4 separate regions of the Mus musculus genome follow, and regions 2, 3 and 4 are each linked to region 1. Evidence: chromatin contacts called from public HiChIP or PLAC-seq and promoter capture Hi-C data. All regions are on one chromosome and are shown on one strand. Each heading gives the region's core, a stretch centred on a gene start, on an enhancer-like site or on the middle of the called end of the contact. The rest is flanking DNA. Distances are from core to core; before and after follow the strand shown.

What was found. Promoter capture Hi-C pulls out the DNA fragments that hold promoters and counts their contacts. HiChIP or PLAC-seq counts read pairs in DNA pulled down with a chosen protein or histone mark.
Region 2: an H3K4me3 HiChIP or PLAC-seq map of embryonic stem cells shows a contact between it and region 1, with 8 read pairs. The contact joins the promoter of Aim2 here to the promoter of Pigm in region 1. A contact is called at or near these places in 8 of 39 promoter capture datasets (the 3T3-L1 cell line, the HPC-7 cell line, HPC-7-derived erythroid cells and 4 more) and 5 of 115 datasets of contacts at active chromatin or transcription factors (the 230-238 cell line, embryonic stem cells, large pre-B cells and 1 more).
Region 3: a contact with region 1 is called in a promoter capture Hi-C map of liver, with 2.8 times the contacts expected there. The contact joins the promoter of Ufc1 here to the promoter of Pigm in region 1. A contact is called at or near these places in 4 of 39 promoter capture datasets (3T3-L1-derived adipocytes, hippocampal neurons, liver and 1 more), 2 of 484 Hi-C or Micro-C datasets (CD4 T cells and CD8 T cells) and 1 of 9 other capture datasets (liver).
Region 4: an H3K27ac HiChIP or PLAC-seq map of regulatory T cells shows a contact between it and region 1, with 6 times the contacts expected there. The contact joins the promoter of Dedd here to the promoter of Pigm in region 1. A contact is called at or near these places in 2 of 39 promoter capture datasets (cranial neural crest and liver) and 2 of 115 datasets of contacts at active chromatin or transcription factors (microglia and regulatory T cells).

The regions. Positions count from the first base shown.
Region 1 is chr1:172,373,068-172,378,186 of GRCm38.p6, reverse strand. Pigm (phosphatidylinositol glycan anchor biosynthesis, class M) reads right to left here and starts at 1,656. Exons shown (of 1, transcript NM_026234.4): 1 at 1-1,656. The coding sequence starts at 1,488. The coding sequence ends at 217. It overlaps Kcnj10 (potassium inwardly-rectifying channel, subfamily J, member 10), which reads right to left. Exons shown (of 2, transcript NM_001039484.1): 2 at 4,102-5,119.
Region 2 is chr1:173,417,737-173,422,595 of GRCm38.p6, reverse strand. It overlaps Aim2 (absent in melanoma 2), which reads right to left and starts at 1,992. Exons shown (of 9, transcript NM_001013779.2): 1 at 1,910-1,992.
Region 3 is chr1:171,292,251-171,297,001 of GRCm38.p6, reverse strand. It overlaps Ufc1 (ubiquitin-fold modifier conjugating enzyme 1), which reads left to right and starts at 2,000. Exons shown (of 7, transcript NM_025388.3): 1 at 2,000-2,081; 2 at 2,175-2,368. The coding sequence starts at 2,246.
Region 4 is chr1:171,327,048-171,331,505 of GRCm38.p6, reverse strand. It overlaps Dedd (death effector domain-containing), which reads right to left and starts at 2,361. Exons shown (of 6, transcript NM_001128609.1): 1 at 1,980-2,361; 2 at 221-253. It overlaps Gm20045 (a long non-coding RNA gene), which reads left to right and starts at 4,192. Exons shown (of 2, transcript XR_865726.1): 1 at 4,192-4,458.

The DNA of each region.
Region 1 (5,119 bases), core at 407-2,906:
TTCTCATCAAGCAAATGAGCCCTAAGACTTCTAAAGGATGGACCATGGACCTCAGTTCTTGGGCCCCCTTTATATATAAGGCCAACACTGGTTTTAATTTCTATTGGAACAAAGGAACTTTCACTAGAGTGCTTAGAATGTTCAGGGAGGAGAAAAATTCCAAAGCCTCCTAGTCCATACGGCAAAATCAGAATGTTGCAGAAGATCCAGAACACATTAGTCGTATTTGATTCTCTCCGTTAGGCGGTCCTCCTTGTAATGGGAAATAATCTGAATCAGTATGGAACAGTTGATCAGAAGGAAGAACAAACCGGCTAACCAAATAAACAGGAAGGTGTTCTTTCCTTGAAACTCTAGAACATATGCAGGAGCCAGCCATAAGGCCTGTCCTATGAACCAGAACAGTAAGAGGACTACGGCTCTTTTCCAAGGCATCCTCACCAGTGGCATCACCAGAGGCAGAAGGCAGAGATACCAAAGAAAGTACTGAGAGGTGCAGACTTTGTTAAAAGTCACAAAAATGGACGTATGAAGGAAACAGCAGAAGACAAGGTCTCTGTAGTAGGCGAAAGATGCGGCTGACAGCAAGATGAACTGTGGCAGGAACGCCGCAATCCCCAGAGTAAAACTCCACTTGCTCTCGGCAGTCAAATACAGCATATAGAAGTACGGAGAGAAATTATGGCGGATATCCCTCCTAGTTAGGTGATAAAAGTAGGTGTGCTCCAAAAACTCCCAACCGTACTTATAGTAAAAACCGAAGCTCAGGGCAACAAACGTGAGCCCTGCAACTGCTACGAAAAGCAGCACTGCCCAGCTACACAGCCTCCTCAGGAAGTCGTACAAACGAGCCTGGAAAGAGAACCGGGCTTGCCGGAGACGCTCGTCATCGTCGCGCTCGGGCCGCAGATGGAGCGCTATGGGGAGGATGTAGGTCACCGGGTACATCTTCATGTGCACCGCGAAGCCATAGAACACCGCGGCGCACGCGATGAGCCGTTTCTCTATGAAGTACAGGGTCGAGAGAACCAGGGAGGCGACGATGGAGTCCGCGTTGCCCCGGCTGGACACCGCCATGGGCAAAGGGTTGAGAAGCCAGAAGACGCAGTAGCCACAGGCTTGGCGGCGCCCCAGCCCCTTGAGCAGCAGCAGGCGGTACAGGAGGAAGGCGGTGAGGAGATCGCAGCTGATGAAGAGAAACTTGCCGAAGAGTTCGCTGAGGTAGACGTTGGGGGTGAGGAGCCAGCTCAGGAGCGGGGTGTAGCGGTAGGTCGCCCGCAGGTACGGGGAGCGCCCTTCCGTGACGAAGCGCGCGGCGTCCGTGAACACGTGGTAGTCTATGTCGGTGTACCTCACCAGCAGAGTCCGGTCCTGGAAGACACCGTAGAAAACCAGGGCGACCCGGGCCAGGAAGGCCACGCCGAACACCCCGGCGGGCGGCACCCGAAAGTTCAGGATCCATTCCCCCCAGTGCATGGGGTAGCTCATGGTCCGAGTGCGGGCCACCCGCCCGGCCCGGCCCGGCCCCGGGTCCACACTGCGCCCCTCTCGCTAACCGTCCTCGGGCTGACGCCTCTCAGCCGCCGGGAGCATCTCCTCTGCTACAGCACCGACAGGAAGAACCGAGGAATGATCACTTCCGGCACCCCAAGTCCCGCCCCCACGGTACTTCCGGCCTCCAGCCCCGCGCGGGCTCTCAGCTGTCTCCGCGGAACGATTGCCTTCCTCGGGATTGGCTGTCTAGCGTCCGCAGCTTCCTCCGGCGAAGGCGGGATTTCCGGTCCCTTATTGGCGACGCTTCCGCTGTCCGGAAATCCCGGAGTGGCTGAGATGTCGTGGACCTGGGACCTGGGTGAACTTTGTTTTTAGTAACCAGAGCTTCCGCGTTCCCAGCTCAGATCTACGGAGGAGGACGCTGAACACAGTGAGCTGCTACCTGCTGCTACTTACATCCCGCCCAACTGGCTTGGAGGACTGAGAGTGGGAAATACAGATGGAAAGAATAAGCCTAAAATAAAATAGTCTTTTTACCCTGATAAGAAGGTTCCTCCTACCGAAATACGTCTAGATTGTCTCCCCTGGAGTACTGTCAACTCCGTTCTTTTCAAGAACTCTTCAACTAGGTCAAAATCGGCCGTCAACCCACTCCGTTCACCCTACCACTATTAGTTTCTTGCCAAAGACTCCAACTCTTTCATTCTTTTCCTGATTTCTTACTGCACTTATAATTGACTTTTTAAAACTTCATACTCTTTTTTTTTTTTTTTTCTGGTTTTTCGAGACAGGATTTCTCTGTATAGTCCTGGCTGTCTTGGAACTCACTCTGTAGACCAGGCTGGCCTCGAACTCAGAAATTCGCCTGCCTCTGCCTCCCAAGTGGTGGGATTAAAGGCGTGCGCCACCACGCCGGGCCAAGAACTTCATACTTTATTTTACAATGTTTTCAGTTTCAAGTAAATTGTTCGTGAGAGTAGAAAGTATTTCTTTATTTCTTTGTACTTTCTTGTAATGTATTACAGTCTCAGACGCATGGTAACTGACGCAGACTGCCTTGATCTTACAAACTGAGCCTGCCCCTAGGGAATGTCTTCTAGATTACCATAGAAGTGGCTCCATTCGGCCTAGACATCTCTCATCCTACACTTCACATTTATCCTTTGAGTGAGCCGTATTAACCTCTAGTCATAGTCTGGTATGTCTGTGCTTTGATGTAATTACATGGTGTAGATTAATAACTACCTCTATTGGTTTTTTACTATGCATTGCCCATAATATACTGTGATAACACATTACCATTCAAATAACCTTATAACTAAATTGTAGGGTTCTTGAGAGTAGAAAGTATGTATTTCTTTGTACTTCCTTGCATTACAGTTGCAGGCACATGGTAACTGACACAGACTGTCTGGCTTGATCTTAGAAGTCGAGCCTGTCAAGAGTTATTTGAATGATACTGTGTTATCACAGTATACGTGGCCTAAATTATCATAATTGTTATTTGTTAAGGACTTATTCCCAGTTGTCAGACATACTAACTACTTTTTAATGTAAAGTAGATATCCCTATCTGTATCAATGAGCAAAATCAGGATTTATGGAGAATAAATAAAACATAGCCAACTAGTAGCAGAACTGGAATTGAAAGTAGGCCTGTCTAGCCCAGGATAACAATGATTGTGCGACAAACGTTCAAATAAAACGCTGATATGGAATTCTAATTTCCATTTCTTTTTCTCAATCTCTTCTTTAAGTCTTTCTGATATTCTCTCTCATTGTTATGCTTTATATCCCTGGTTTGATATTTCTCTTCCTTTGTGAGTTATAGGTAAGTGACGCTCAGTCTCCATAAAGAATATAAGAGAGATGTCTGAATATAAGTAAAGGGTTCTTCTTGGTAGGTGTTGTTGTTGTGATTGTTGTATTCTGGCAGAAAAGCCTCAGCTAGTTCTCCCTCTATGGCTGGCCTAATAAGTAGGAGAGACACCAATTCAGGAAGGAAAGGAAACTGCTAATCAAAAGAATCAGTCTCTCCCTGGAGTCGCATGAGCGAGCTGCAGAAAGTGGCAGAGCTTTTGAACAGATACTATTTCCTGCCGTGGGGTCGGAACCTGGGAAGTGTTCCCCACTGTACTGGCTGGCTGTGTGTGTCAACTTGACCCAGGCTGGAGTTATCACAGAGAAAGGAGCTTCAGTTGGGGAAGTGCCTCCATGAGATCCAGCTCTGGGGACATTTTCTCAATTAGTGATCAAGGGGAGCAGGCCCCTTGTGAGTGGCACTATCTCTGGGTTCTATAAGGAAGCAGGAGCTGATGCAGAGCTATGGAGGGATGTTCCTTACTGGCTCGCTTCCCCTGGCTTGCCTGAATTTGCAATGTATCTGTTAAGGGATCTTACCTTAACAAGGGAAGGAGCAAGAAAAGGACTGGGTGAAACCATTATTGAAATGTTCCAGTGTGAGGAAAAGTCAGCAGGAAGGGCTGGCCACTGGATGGGAAGTTCTTCCAACAGAGCCTAGTTGAACCCTCCTCTCCCCAAACTCAGCCTATGAGTTCAAACCTTGATAACAAGATAGGTTTCCCTTTCTAAAAGGAGACACAGTGAGAACAAGAGATGCATCCAGTTTATTTAGTAGTTTGTTCTGAACAGACAAAAATAAACCAAAAATGCCTCACACATCTTTTTTTTTCTAAATACATTTGACCTGGTTTAGTCTTTAATGCAGCGTGTAGAGAAATCATCCCTAGATTCTTCTGTTTCAGTAGCACTGGCCAATACTGGGCCTGCAAGCCCAGCTATGCACAGCATAGGTAATGTGTTATTTTGCAAAGAAACTAGGTTAGCTAGCATGGGTAAAGGTTTGTGGTAGCAAGCCTTGGAGAATGTGCAATGTCCCTGGCTAATAGCCACATTACGACTGCTTTTCTTTTTCTGCTGACCTCAGGGAAATCCCTGCATAGTGCTAGCTGGTGTGGGTTTCAGAGAGTGGGAGGAACAGTAGGGAGCAGCCAGAATGAAGTGAAGCCCAGGTTAGGGATTTCAGAAGCTTTGCATAGAACTGCATCAGCCTCTGGGGAAGAGGAAAGCAGAATTCTGCATTTCCATCAAGAAGCCTTGTAGCCATCGCATTCACCTGCCTCCACGCCGGGGCTGAGACGATGACAGATGAAGTACCCTCTTTAGGATTTCTCTATATAGGCTTGGGCCTCTGCCTTGAGAGTATCTTGAGCTCAACAGCTCATCAGTCCTAGGGCTTGCATTCTAGTGTTTGCATTTGACACACCCCCCCGTACTAAAATTTCAGCTTCTCAATTTTTAATGATGGGGCCTAGACCTACAGCTCCCATCTTGGTGGAAGAAGAGAGGAAAATGGAAGGATGCTTTTGTTTGCTCGCTTGCTCGATCGCTTACTTGCTCCCTTGCTTGCTTGTTTTAGAACTTGTTCAGCGGCAGGTTGTTGGCCAGGGATTGTGTGAGTGGTAGATTTTCCTACTTCTCCATGAGTGGAGCATCCCTGTGTCCCATTTCCTCCTAGTTTTCCTCTTGTCCTGCCAGCACAATTCATCAAACCTCGACGGATGCTCCTTTATTTATGAAAAGGGCAGGGTCTAGCCCTCCCTTTT
Region 2 (4,859 bases), core at 743-3,242, 1.0 Mb before region 1:
AAACATTTCAACTGACAGAACGCACATGAATTAGACTCATGGGTTTAAAAAGAATGCTAAACTGGAATAAAACCCACTGTGGTGCCTGTGGTGTTTAAAAAAGACACAGTGGGGGAAATTGAAGTGCTGAGTAGCTGCAAAGCAAAAAATACGTGAACATATGTATCAGGCACTAAGCACAAAAACTCTAGTTAGAGCAGCTCTATCAATATTAGTCAGAGAAGACTATAAGACAAATAGTGCCATTAAGGACAGAGTTGCTATACAACAATTAAATGTTAAAGTCATCAAGGTAATATAACCAACAATTCTAAACAGTAAGCACCTCATTGAATAAAGTCAACAGTTGTAAACAAAATTTGACAGTTCTCCACTAACAAATGGCAAATGTACCATGATGGTCAGAAATTACAAAACATTTCCTTCAGTAACTAACGCTTTAAATAGCCAAGAATAAAATAAAACAAAAAGCAAAAAAGTAGAAAAGTTGAACAACATAATTAACAACTATGTTCTGATACTTAGAAATACTTACCACACTTTCGGTAAGGGCACAAAGGTTATCACTGAGTTCCAAAGAGTAGTTACTGTATTAGTTTCTTTTTTTTCTTCAATTTTTAATATTTAAATGTATTTTATACATCAAACATATTAATAATATTGAGCATTTTGAGAATCAAATAGTCTGTAAAAATGTGTTCAACTTTTATATTGATATCCTTTCATACCCTAAAAATATCATTAATGAATATTTAATACAGGAGAACACAGTAAACAGCTATAAGCACTTAAAGAGGCAACACAAAAATCTCTTAAAGAATTACAGGAAAAAACAATCAAACAGGTAAAGGAAATGAACAAAATCATCCAAGATCTAAAAATGGAAATAGAGACAATAAAGAAATCACAAAGGGAGACAACCCTGGAGTTAGAAAACCTACAAAAGAGATCAAGAGTCATAGATGCAAGCATCACCAACAGAATACAAGAGATAGAAGACAGAATCTCAGATGCAGAAGATACCATAGAAAATATTGACAAAACAGTCAAAGAAAATGCAAAAAGCTCTTAACCCAAAACATCCAGAAAATCCAGGACACAATGAGAAGATCAAACCTAAGGATAATAGGTATAGAAGAGAGCGAAGATTCCCAACTTAAAGGGCCAGTAAAGATTTTCAACAAAAATATAGAAGAAAACTCCCCTAACCTAAACAAAAAGATGCTCATGAACATACAAGAAGTCTACAGAACTCCAAACTGGACCGGAAAAGAAATTCCTCCTGTCATAATAATCAAAACACCAAATGCACCAAACAAAAAAAGAATATTAAAAGTGGTAAGGGAAAAAGGTCAAGTAACATAAAGTCAGACCTATCAGAATTACACCAGACTTCTCCACAGAGACTATGAAAGCCAGAAGATCCTGGGTAGATTTCATATAGACCCTAAGAGAATACACATGGCAGCCCAGGCTACTATACCCAGCAAAAATCTCAATTACCATAGATGAAGAAACCAAAATATTCCATGACATAACCAAATTTACACAATATTTTCTCATAAATCCGGCCCTACAAAGTATAATAGATGGAAAACACCAACACAAGAGGGAAACTACACCCTAGAAAAAAGCAAGAAAGTAATCTTTCAAAAAAACTAAAAGAATATAGCCACACAGATATAATTCCACCTCTAACAACAAAAATAACAGGAAGTAGCAATCACTTTTCCTTAAATATCTCTTAGCAATCACTTTTCCTTAATATCTCTTTTCAGTTCCCCGCAAAAGACAGAATTGGATATGTAAACAGGACCCAGCATTTTGCTGTATTAGTTTCTTTTCTGTTTTGATAAAATGTCATGAACATTAGCAACATAGGGGAGAAGTAGGTTTTAATTTTACTTACAGGTCCATGAGGGTGGATTTCATCACGACAAGGAAAAAACCTAGCAGCTAGTTAAGGAAGCATGGCGGCAGACAGGACAGGAAGCAGGCAGGACAGGAAGCAGGCAGGTTGTGATTCTTGCTCAGACAAAGAAACAGAGTTACAAGTGAGACCGCCTATCACCTCTCACAGGCCGCCCTCAGTGACCCACTTCCTCCAATAAGGTTTCTCCAGTAAGTTCCTCCTTGTGAAAGTCCCAAGACCTTCCGGAGCCACCAGCCGGCATATATTCAAACCTCAACAGATACCATAGGAATGATCCTTCCCCCAAATTCCAGGGATTTAACTATGGAAATGGGAAAGCAGGATCCAATTGGAACTAGACTGAAATAAACTTGCTATTACCTAATAAAGTAAAGGAAATAGAGATTAAAAGCACATATAATTTTTAAAAGATGCCATGTCACTTGAACATTTGGGATTATGGAGTAACATTATCTGCTTGGCATTTCTTTCTTTTTTTTTTTTTTTTTTTTCTATTTGATTCCGTGTCTGATTTTTTTTTAATTGTTCTTTTGTGTTACTACCATGCTGGGTTTTTTTTTCCCCACATTTTTTTTATTAGATATTTTCTTCTTAGATTAAGGTTACTTAGAATTTTGAGCTCTGATGCTTTCAAGCTAACGTTACATCACAGGCTTTCTGTCATGCCATTATTCTCACCTTTTATCGAGAAATAGCTCCCTGGCCCCTATGTTTCTTCCCCCTTCAGCTAGAAATCAAAAGCCCTCTTCTAAATATAAATTCATGTCAATAAAACACCTACAGACCAACACACCCAGAAAATCAGAGTTCCTTTTAGGCTCAGTCTGGGTCAACCCTCTGAACAATATATTCTAATTCCTGCCACGGCCAAATGCACTTTCTTTTGTAAAGGTCTCAGTTGTGGTGCAATAAAAGATAACTTCTGTTCCTCAGTCAACTGAAGGTTTAGAACCAGGCTTCCTGCAGCCTTATTCTTTTCTAGAATACAGTCAATACTAATCCCTCTTTCTAACCTCAGAAACCCAGGACTCTCTTTCCTCTTAATTTACTGATTAGCAAAATGGTCCTAAAGCTTTCTCTAGAAAACTTCTGACATATCTTACTTACCTCAGGGGATTTTCTTCTCTCCAAAGCAGCCTTAGTTCTCAACTCAGGGACTGGTGTATGTCCTGAGAGTTCAAACCATCCGCCTCACAAAGATTTTCACTATGAGTAGTAGGACATGAAAATCATGAAAATCAGGTCTTGGGAGACAGAAAGCAGAAAGTACTCTCAACTATCTTCTTTCACTTTGAAGCTTGGCTAGTCCTGGCCCTATAGCTGAGTCCTAAACCCTGATGCTGGGGCAAAATAATTATATATTAAGGCTCTGCCCAAGCAAATGCTAGTTTTCAGTTTCCTTTTTACAAGCCTCAGCAGAGTTTCTCCTCCAGCTGTGAGGTCTCAACCAGAGGTATTTTAGATATAGGGAACTCCACAAAAGTTATTTCCTGCTTTACCAGGGAGTTCATAGCCTAAGGGACAAGCCCAGCCCAATGCACACCACCCACTCACTTACTGGTGGTTGGTTTTCTTTGATTTCAACATCAACACACAAAAAAGGGTGGGCTCTGCATAATCAGATCTCTTGATTGACAGGCTGCCCTCACACAGCTTCCATTACCCAACCTTGCCCTAGTGACTGTAGTGCACTTTACACTTGTAAATTGGTATGCATTGTTTGCTCAGGGAGAGGCTGGTTCTATCCTCCTGCTACTTCAGAGAATATTTGTCTTACAGTGTCCTCCAGGGCTTCTTGTCTGGGGATGTCTGGTTTTCCATCTCTGTTACAAGGAGGACAAAACAGCTCAAGAATAAAAATATGACCTTCTTAAAAACTAGGTCAATCATTTCCAACATGTTTTAACTGTGATGTATACAGGTCTACAGTGTGAAGGTCAGCCATGGAGAGAAACTTAACTGCCTTAACTTCCTGGTTTGGTTTTTGCTGAGTATCGTAAGCATCCCGTTTAATGCTGTTTTTTTCTAACTGTAGGTATTGGTTCTTCTCGTTGGAATTCTCACCCTCACTCTTCTCTGCCCAGGACTCTCTCTCTCTCTATTGGAAACTTCAAAGGAGTGTCCCCAAAGGGCCTTCCCCAGCCTGTCCCCACTCTCACTTGATGAAGATTTGTCCCTTCACTATTGCTTTGTCTTTATGTTGACTTACTGAACAAAACCGAAAATGCATTCATCACTGCCGTTTGCATCGCTTTTGTTATCGTACTTTAGTATTAGTTGTTGTTGGCAAATTCTTACTACACTAAGTGTAAATTATACTTAACCTCATTGGCTACAGGAATAGGACAAAGTACAAGTCTTTGTTTTGTGTGATTTCAAACGTCTACTGAGCATCTATTGAAATGTGTAATGAATGGAGTTATCTAAGGGAATGGAAGGAATTCAACTCGAAGCTAAGAAAATATCCCAAGTAGGGTGCCAGTGTGAGGAAGCGCACACCTTTAATCCCAGCACTCGGGAGGCAGAGTCAGGCAGATTTCTGAATTCGAGGCCAGCCTGGTCTTCAAAGTGAATTCCAGGATAGCCAGGGCTACACAGAGAAACCCTGTCTCGAAAAACAAAAACAAACAAACAAACAAACAAAAAAACAGTGTGAGGAACTGAATTGATAAGGATGGCAGACAAGAGAGGAAAGAGAAAATCATATCACATGAAAGGTTGAATATGGAGGAGGGAAACTGAGGCTGCCAAGGGCAAGAGCCTATATTAATAGAACCACTGCAGCCTCAAGACCTGCAGTAAAAGTCCAATATAGCTAATAAGGCGATCAATTCTTCATTAAAAGACCTGCACCTCTCAGCCCATGGTCAAAAACAGTAATGGGACTTAAATTATGTCTTTGTATGCTACTAGGAAGAAGAAGAAG
Region 3 (4,751 bases), core at 751-3,250, 1.1 Mb after region 1:
CACACACACTAAAATAAATAAACACAGATATAAATTTTATTTACCTTAGGAGATCTTTAGTGAAGCATTACAAAGATGTGTTAGCTACATCTAATATCTTTATAAAGAGCTGTGTGGCATGCTAGTAAGATTCAAAACCTCTAGACTTGGTGGTGTGCCTGTAATACCAGTACTTGGGACATGGAGACCTGGGAGTCAGGAATTCAGATACATGAGACCTGTCTCAAAAACCAAAGCAACACTGAGAATGAAAGGAAGAAACTAAGAACATACTATCAAACAACATAGGGGAGAGAGGACAAGAACACTCTATTAGCCAAGCAGGGTACAGAACATCTTTAACCCCAGCACTCCAATTGCAAGGGGCCTTTGGATCCTGTGAGTTCAAGGGCAGCCTGGTCTACACAGAGAATTCTAGGACATCCAGGAGTACACAGACCTTGTCTCAAAAGAAAAACAAATAATCTACCAAACAACACAGGGAAATCATCTGGGATGGAAAAACCCAACATCATTTATTTGTAGCTCAGCCTGTGATGACAGACACTCACCATCAGGTCTGGTTGATGTAATAATGGGGATCCAACTCCATTTCTGTGCATTCTAGGCAAGAATTCTAACACTACACTACGTCCTCAGCCCTTAAAACTATATTTGAGTGTTTGTTTTTTCACCTAGAGGACTGGAGATACAGCTCAAGATTTAAGCGCACTTGCTACTCTTGCAGAGGATCAGTCTTCAGTTCTCAGCACCCACATGGAAGTCATGTCTGTAACTCTGGTTCCAGGGCATCTGTTGCCCTTTACATGCCTCTACTGGCACTGCATGCACATGGTACCTTACATACATGCTGGTAAAACACTCACATGACATACAAATATATAAATTTAAATTGAAGTTGAAGGGGCACACATGCCACGGCATAGGTATGTAAGTCAGAGGACAGCATGTCTTGTTTTTCTTTCTTTCTTTCCTTCTTTCTCTTTTTTTGGGTAGGGGGTTGTTTTGGTTTTGAGGGGTTTTTTGTTTGTTTGTTTTTTGGGATTTTTTTGTTTTTGTTTTTGTTTTGAGACAGGGCTTCTCTGTGTAGCCCTAGCTGTTCTGGAACTCACTCTGTAGACCAGGCTGGCTCTCAAACTCAGAGATCTGCCAGCCCTCTGTCTCCTGAGGGCTGAGATTAAAGATGTGTGACACCACCATCTTGGAATTTGTTCTCTTTGTAGACTCAAACTCACCAAGGTTAAAACTCTAGAGTCCTCTGCCTCCCAAATGCTGGGATCGAAAGTGTGCAATCACAGCAGCTGTGGCATATGGAGTTTGTTCGTTTTAAATTGAGTTGCAGCAATCTTCTGATCTTGACCCCTAAGCTCTGGGATAACACATGTGGGCCACCAAGCTTATTGAGGTTTCTTGGTTTCAAACGAATTTAGAAATTACCCAACCAGCACTTGGGAGACAGAGGCAGGCAGATCTGTGAGTCGGAGGCCAGCCTGGTCTAATAAAAAAACAACAAATTACCAGATGACTTGCCATAGGCTTAGAATAGGCATTCAGTGACTGTTAGTCATTTGGGTGAATTCATCTAAGAAGAAATCGTTTCTATATACTTAATATATAGCACACAAAAGATATTCAGTAACTCTTTGGAAAAAAAAGTTTTATCTTTAGGATGGTTTTAAAACCTAAACAGATTAATTTTGAAGTAAGCAATAGCTCCGGGCCATTTTGTATGTGTTAGAGGCAAGTCTGTGGTATATAGGACCCAATGTCCTTTAAAAAACAAACAAGCTTACATACTTCCTAATTCAGTTGTGTTAATTATTCAGGACAGGGATGGAAAGTAAGGAAGTCACTCTGGAGAACAAAGACGTTAAATTGCGCATCTTAGGAGATAGGACTTTGAAGACAGTCTAGAAAAACCTGAAATTCAAACAACTTTGCTGGTTTGGGAAGGTCTTGAGTTTTTCCCAAGATTGCTTCTGAGCATGAACGGAAGTCGTTCTCTGAGCAGGCTCCGGTGATTTAATGATAGGTGGACAGAGTAGCCCGCCTCCATTCTGTTCTTCCGGACGCTCACACCCGTAGGTCAATTTTATTTCCTTACAATAAATAAATAAAAATCGAATGCATTCAGGGTCCGCTTTAAAGCCATCCAACGCCTCCTCTTCCCACAGTAAAGATGGCGACGCCGTGAGTAAGTGACAAGCAACTGCACTTCCGCAGTTTTCCTGCTCCCTGGTCCAAGATGGCGGACGAGGCCACTCGGCGGGTCGTGTCTGAGATCCCGGTGCTGAAGACCAACGCCGGACCCCGAGATCGGGAATTGTGGGTGCAGCGACTAAAGGAGGAATATCAGTCCCTGATCCGGGTCAGTTTTACTCCTGTGCTTGACCGCGTAGCAGAGGGGTGGCGAGTAACCAGGTGTCCCCGGGAATTGGCTCCGGGTGGAAGCCGCTTCCGGTTTTAAAGTTTAAATTCTAAATTCATATAAATGCGATTGTTTGGGGGGCTGGGGGCGTTACGGGTGGCCGGAGGGAGGATGCAGAAGAGATTCCGGCTAGGAGCACAGTAGGGCTAGACTTTGAAGGAAAAAACAGCAGTATTCCGGGAAGGTGACGTGTCCCTCTCGCACCAGGTGCTTGCTCTGCTGGCTGTGGTAGGGGGTCAAAGTACTTCTTAGCGCCTGAAGAAGTGTCTGTGCATCACTGCTCTTTCATTCTTCATGATGAAATGGATGGAATTAATGTCAGGACTGAAAACCTAAAGTGTTTAGAGGTAGAGAGAGAGATGTTTTTAGTTATAAATTAGCCATCCTTTCAGCTAATTCCTGTTATGGGAAGAGAAAGATTGCCCTCCTTTTGGTGCTTTCTATCTGCTTCAAAACCCAGTAGATCGCTTGCAGTATATGTGGCCTCACTGAGAAACTGGCGAGTGCTTGCGTAGCATGCAAGATGTCCTTGGGTTCCATCTCTGGCACCTCATAAATTGATGAGGCTCATATGTTCTCTGTACCCAGGATGTGGAGCCAGGATTGGAAGCTCGGGTCGTTTTTTAGACTGCATAATGAATTCAAAGCCAGTCTGGACTATAGGAGACCCTGCCTCAAACCACAACAATAAAACATATTATTGTGTTACTAGTATCTATTGAGAGTATATAAAACCGAATAAGAATGGCCCTACTGAGGTTGACAGAAACAGTATTAAACTGTGTTTAAGTGGAGAGACAGAGACATAACTAGGGTATTTTGAGAACATGGGGAGGAAGGAGTAAGGTGTAGCGAGGATTCTGGAATTTTGGTTTCTTTAAAACAGAAGCATAAGAATATGTTTTTGTTTTAATCCCAGGTGTGGGGATGTGGCACAGGTTCAAAGCAGCTGACTATGATTTGCCTTGTTCTCGAGCAGAGGCCTGGTTTTGCCAGCTGCAGATGGTTTCTGGGATTGCATGACAATTGGAATTCTGGGAAATGTTCAGAAAGTATATAAATACTAGAGCTCTGCCAGCATTTGCAGGTTGTTGGTTACTCAGGGCGTTGGCTGTGATTTGTTAGTAGTCTTGTTTAAAGAAACAAGAGGGAACTTAGGTATGCCTCCCCTTCTCACTCCATTTTCTTTCTTGCCTATCTAGTGATAGGGGATGAAGCTGGGGAATAAAGGGTGGAGAAAACAAGAAACCATAAAGTAGCTAAAACACCAGCCATGATAAGGCTTCTTAGAAGTGGTAAAACTTGAATTAAAACTTAAAAGTATAAATACAGGGCCAGAGAGAGATGGCTCAGTTTGTAAAGCACCTTCTGCAAAACCTAAACAAACCTTAGTTTGATCCATGAAACCCACAGTAGAGGACAACTGGCTCTTCAGGTTGTCCTTTAAATACCACAGGCAACACCTTGGCGTACACCACACACACACACACACACACACACACACACACACACACACACACACACACACATTTGCATATGAAACCTAAGGTAGGGGCTGGAGAGATGGCTCAGCGGTTAAGAGCACTGACTGCTCTTCCAAAGGTCCCGAGTTCAATTCCCAGGAACCACATGGTGGCTCCCAGCCATCCGTAAAGAGATCTGACACCCCCGTCTTGTGTGTCTAAAGATAGCTACAGTGTACTTACCTATAATAATAAATCTTAAAAATAAAAATAAAACCTAAGGTAGGAAAAGGATGTTCAAGATGTAAGGACAAGAGTGAAGAAATGGCTCCCTCTGCCCTTGTAGAGGACCTGGTTTGGTTCCCAGCGCTTACATGACTGCTCACAACCATCCATAAACTCCAGGTTCAGGGGTTCGGATTCCCTCTTCTAGTCAGCATGAGCAGAGCAAAGGATGCCAGCTAGGAACAGCATGGTGTAAGCAGAAAGCTTCCGGGATGCTGAGGTAGGAAGAGTGAAGCTAGCTTGGACAGTTTCAAAGCCTTCTTGAGTTGTGTCTTAACATTTTACCGCTGTGAAGAGACACCTTGACCAAGGCAACTCTTAAAAGGACAACATTTAATTGAGGTTGGCTTGCAGGTTCAGTCCATTATCATCAAGTAAGGAGCATGGCAGCATCTAGGCAGGCATGGTGCAGGAGGAGCTGAGAGTTCTAGACCTTCATCTGAAGGCTGCTAGCAGAATACTCACTTCCAGGCAAAGCCCACACCTACAGTGACACACCTACTCCAACAAGGCCACACCTACTCCAACAAGGCCACACCTACTCCAACAAGGCCACACCTTCTAATAGTGCCACT
Region 4 (4,458 bases), core at 1,112-3,611, 1.0 Mb after region 1:
AGAAGGGTAGACAAAAACAAACCAAAGCTGGGACCTCGTCCCAGGACACTTAATACCCCCTTTCCCTCTGCCTATCTCTCCAGTTACCTGAGCAACGAACTCAGAGAGCGTGAACTCCTTTGCCCTAGCATCTACCTCCTTAAGCAGGTTCTACCCCAGTGCATCATACCGTTTCCATTCCATCCCATTGTGTGCAAACAAGAAAAAGTTCCAGACTTACCTTTGCAAGAAACTTAAATCCCCAGGGCTCTTCCTAGCACAAGTTTCAAAGCCAGCACAAAAACAAAAACAAAAACAAATAAGGGGGGGGGTAAAAGAGCAAAATTTCAAGCTTTATTTTGAAACTTCAAAGGTCCACAGTTAGTCAAGTGTCAGTGCCAAAAAAAAAAAAAAAAGTCATCTAAGCCTAAAGTCATTTCATTGGCTGAACTATTCCAAATTACAGAGAACTCAAACTGACCAAATCCACAATATCGTATCAGCCCCTCAAAATTTCTAGTCTCAATGGCTCATAGCAAGAAAGGTTCCAAGTCAACACTTCTGGGAATGAACCATCACCCTGATACTGTCTCGCCTTCCTCAATACCTTATTCCGTCTAGTTTCTTACAACATGAGTGGTAGGGGGACTGGAAGGGGGAAAGTTACAGCCAAAGACAGCTCTTCCTTCCCATCAGGTCACTCACGAGGCCAGACTCAAACTTCACCTCTTCCCTCAGCACACAATGAAAACAAAATGACCACTAAAGCAACATCCACTCACGTCTACACTCCGGTAGGAAACGGTGGTTTTGTTTTGTTTTGTTTTTGTTTTTTTTCCTAAATACGCATATTGACACCTCCTCCCCCTCCTACAACTTGAGGGTCAGTAAAGGTAAGCATATTTAATTAGCCTGTTACCTAGAGGCCAGTCTGTCTCTTCTATTTCCTCCTCAGGCTTCCAGAGCCTCCACCTTGGTATATAAGGCTCCAGAAAAGTCTCTTTCCCTATTCTTGTAATGCTAATTGCAAGAAAAGAAAAAAAGAAACCTAGGAAAGAGCTTTACTAATCTCCCTATTTGTAACCAGGAAAAACAAGGAAGCAAGCGGGTGTTTTGGAAAGCAAATCCGGTTGAACCCTCATTCAACCCCAATTCTCCAAACCCACATGACCATTCCTTTCTGCCCTTCCCACCCTATTAAAAGCTAAGCGCCTGGCAATTAAAATTGGCTGCAACTGATACTGCTTAACTCTGCTGCCCTTCCACAGGGGGGAAAGGGAAACCCCCAAACCCTCTATCACCCGTGCAGCTCCACTGCCCTATCTTCCCCCCTTCCTTTCAAACTTTCCTCCGGGTCTCTCACTTTCTACGTTACCCCGGCACATCGCCACTCTCTCCATCCGCCAAGCCCCGCTTCTCTTCTCCTCTTCCACCCCAATTCTCCCCTTAGGCCCTTCCGCTTCCAATTTGAACACTTTGAAAAACCTCCCTCCGGCACACGTCTCAAGTCCAATCCAACCCCCCCCCCCAACCCCCGCCACCTCCCACGTCCTCACCACGGCGCTCACGGGAGTCCAGCCCTCCCTGCAGCCACATGCCACCAGCCCCCGTCCCCTCCACACCCTCAACCTCTCCCTCCGGCTCCTACCCCTTCCCCAGCGCTGGCTCGCAGCCCCGCTCCCCACCTCGGCCTCTTTACTGCCCCTGGCCTGGGCCAGCCTGGGCCCTTGTTTACGCCCCTCCCCAGGCTCGCACTCCTGCGCCCCGACCCCTGCCCTCTCCCACAGTTGCCATCTCCCCTGCACGCCCCCCTCGGCCGCTCCCCTTCCCCCACCTCGCAGCGTCCCGTCACCTCCCTCTCCGGAGGTTCTCCGGGCTGGACGTCGCCACCGCCTCCCCCTTCCACTTTCCTTCCCCAAGCCCTTGGCGGCCCCGCCCGGCCCCGCCCCGTCCCACTCGACTCCCCCTCCCCACGCCGGCCGGCCGCCCCGCCGCCTCACTCTCGGCTCAGCCTCGGCGCCGCCATGTTGGATCCATCCGCGCCGCTCTCCGGGGCCTGCGCCTCACGGAGCCGCATCCGGGCTCCAGCCGCCGCCGCCTCCGCCGCCGCCGCCGCCGCCGCGGGCGTGGGGGAGGGGAGGGCCGGGCGGGGGTGGCTGCATCCTGCACAGCGCCTCCCGGAACCTGGCCGGTTAGTGTCGGCTTCGAGACCATAACGAGGCATGAGCGGAGGAGCCATACTAGGTGAGGGCAGCCTGGCAGCGGCATTAAGCGGGGAGTGGGTAGCTTCACGTCGGCAAGAGAGGCTGGAGACTGGCAGCCATCTTGCTTAGGGGCAAGCTGGCAACGCAGGGTTCTCCTAACGGCGGCGGCGGGGAGGTTCTAAGAAGCGGAGAGAGAACGTATTTGAAGGTGGAAGCCTTGGTGGCGCCCGAGCTGGCTGGTATCGGGCTCGAAGGCCCTCGGGAGAGAGGGGCTGGCAGCCATGATACGTAAGGGCGGAATCGGCCGGGGGTCGGACTGCCCGGTGAACTGAGGTGAAAGGTCACGATCTGGAGTTCACCTTTGCCTTGAACTTCCTGTCACTCTGACGTTCTGAAACCCGAACCTCGCAGCCGCGCTTCTCACCCTCTCTCGGAATTCATCCCTTCAGTGTTTTCCTTTTGAGCTCCCATTTTCCTATGGAAAAGTCGCCTCAGCTGACGGGTGAAGGACGGCTGAGAATTGAATTGGGGGTGGGATGGGCTCGAGTATGTTCTGGAGCTGCCGAGAGCCTGCTGTGGCTAAAGGAAGAGGTAATACAAAGGGCTTTGAGATAGGGAGCTATGACTCAAGACCTTGCAAATTTATTTTATCCTAAGGGCAGTCGAAGAGGCTTTGAAGGGTCTAAACAGAGGTGTGAACAGTTAGTTATATTTGTATTGTAGAGAGATCACAGCTTGCCAGCTCTGGGCATGTTAGTGCCAGCCTGAAGCCTGAGGCAGGAGGATTACTTGAGCCCTGGAGATGGAGACCAATTTGGACTTAATTTAAGCGAAGAAGACCGCAAGGATGTTAGAGCACTGTAGAAGAATGCGTTCTTAGCACGGTTAGGCCTGACGTTCGGTCCCTGGGGAGTGGAGCTGGGTAGGGAGAGAGATCAATTATGAAGCTAAAGAAGAGACAGTGGCGATGTGTAGGTAGGAAGGCATGTGTTGGATAAGGAAATATGAGTGTCCTGACTTGAATAACTGGGTTACGTTATTTTTAGTTTCAAGAGATCTGCGGGATATCTTTTAGGCAAGTATATATGAATTAGTGTGGTTTGAAACCAAGAAAGTTGAAAGTGTGCTTGCGCATGTCTGGATATTCTTGGAGCCATAAGAGAGAAAAATGGCCTAAAGAGGAGGATGTGTGCATTCGAGGAGTGAGATGAGGGAAGGAAGCAGAAAATAGGACAGCGAGGAGGCACAGACAGGAAGCCAGACAGAGAAAAGTATCAAGGAAACTTGTTACAAGTATCAAGAGTAAGCGATTAGGTAAGATGTGGACTAAAATGTGTGGTTCGGAATGTGGAAGAAATGAAGGTCACTAGGTAAACTTGGAGAAAGTTGTTACATAGAGGTATAGGGTAACAACCAGATCCAAGTGGAAAGATACAATGTGTAAAAAGTTTTGTGGCTACTCACACTAAGGTTTGTAATCCCAGTTTTCAAGAAGCGGGAGGATGGGATTTGAGGCAAAACTGGACCTATTTAATGAGCAACAGACCAGCCAGACCCAGTAGTAAAAAGGCAAAAGTAAAAAGCCCTTTTCTCAGTGTTTATTGGGGGGAGGGGGAGAAGTGGGGGAGCTGTCAGTAAGTTGTCGTGTGGAGGAGAATTTAAAAGAAAAAGGAAGGTTTTCACCAGTTTGTAGTAGTGCATACCTTTAATTCCAGAGGCAGAAACAGGCAGATCTCTGAGTCAAGGCCAGCCTGGTCTACAGAGTGAGTTCCAGGACAGCCAGGGCTACACAGAGAAACCCTGCCTCAAACAAGAGGGAAGAAGGAAAGAGGAAAGGAAAAGAATGAATTTGAGGTAACGTGATCCTCCCAGGTGACTGGGCTGTACATTAGCAAGACCTTTGTCAGTAGCTTATCCAAGATAGAATGACTGATAACAAGAAAACTGACATGCAGGCTGGGGGGAAATGCTCAGAGCTACACAGAAAACCTGGTTTAGGGGGCAGAGGGGTTGTTTCTTGTTTTTTAAAAACCGTAATGTTGTAGTGAAAGAGAATACTCATGGCGATTACAGTAGGAGAGACCTTTGTCTCGAAAAAAAAAATCCGTATAGAGGATTTTTGTTGTTGTTGTTGTTGTTTGGTTTGATTTTTTTTTGCTTTTGTTTTTTGAGACAACAACCAGGTCGTGATCCACCTGCCTCAGCCTCCTGAGTTCTGGGATTAAAGGCATGTGCCACTGTGTGTGTGTGTGTGTGTGTGTGTGTGTGTGTGTGT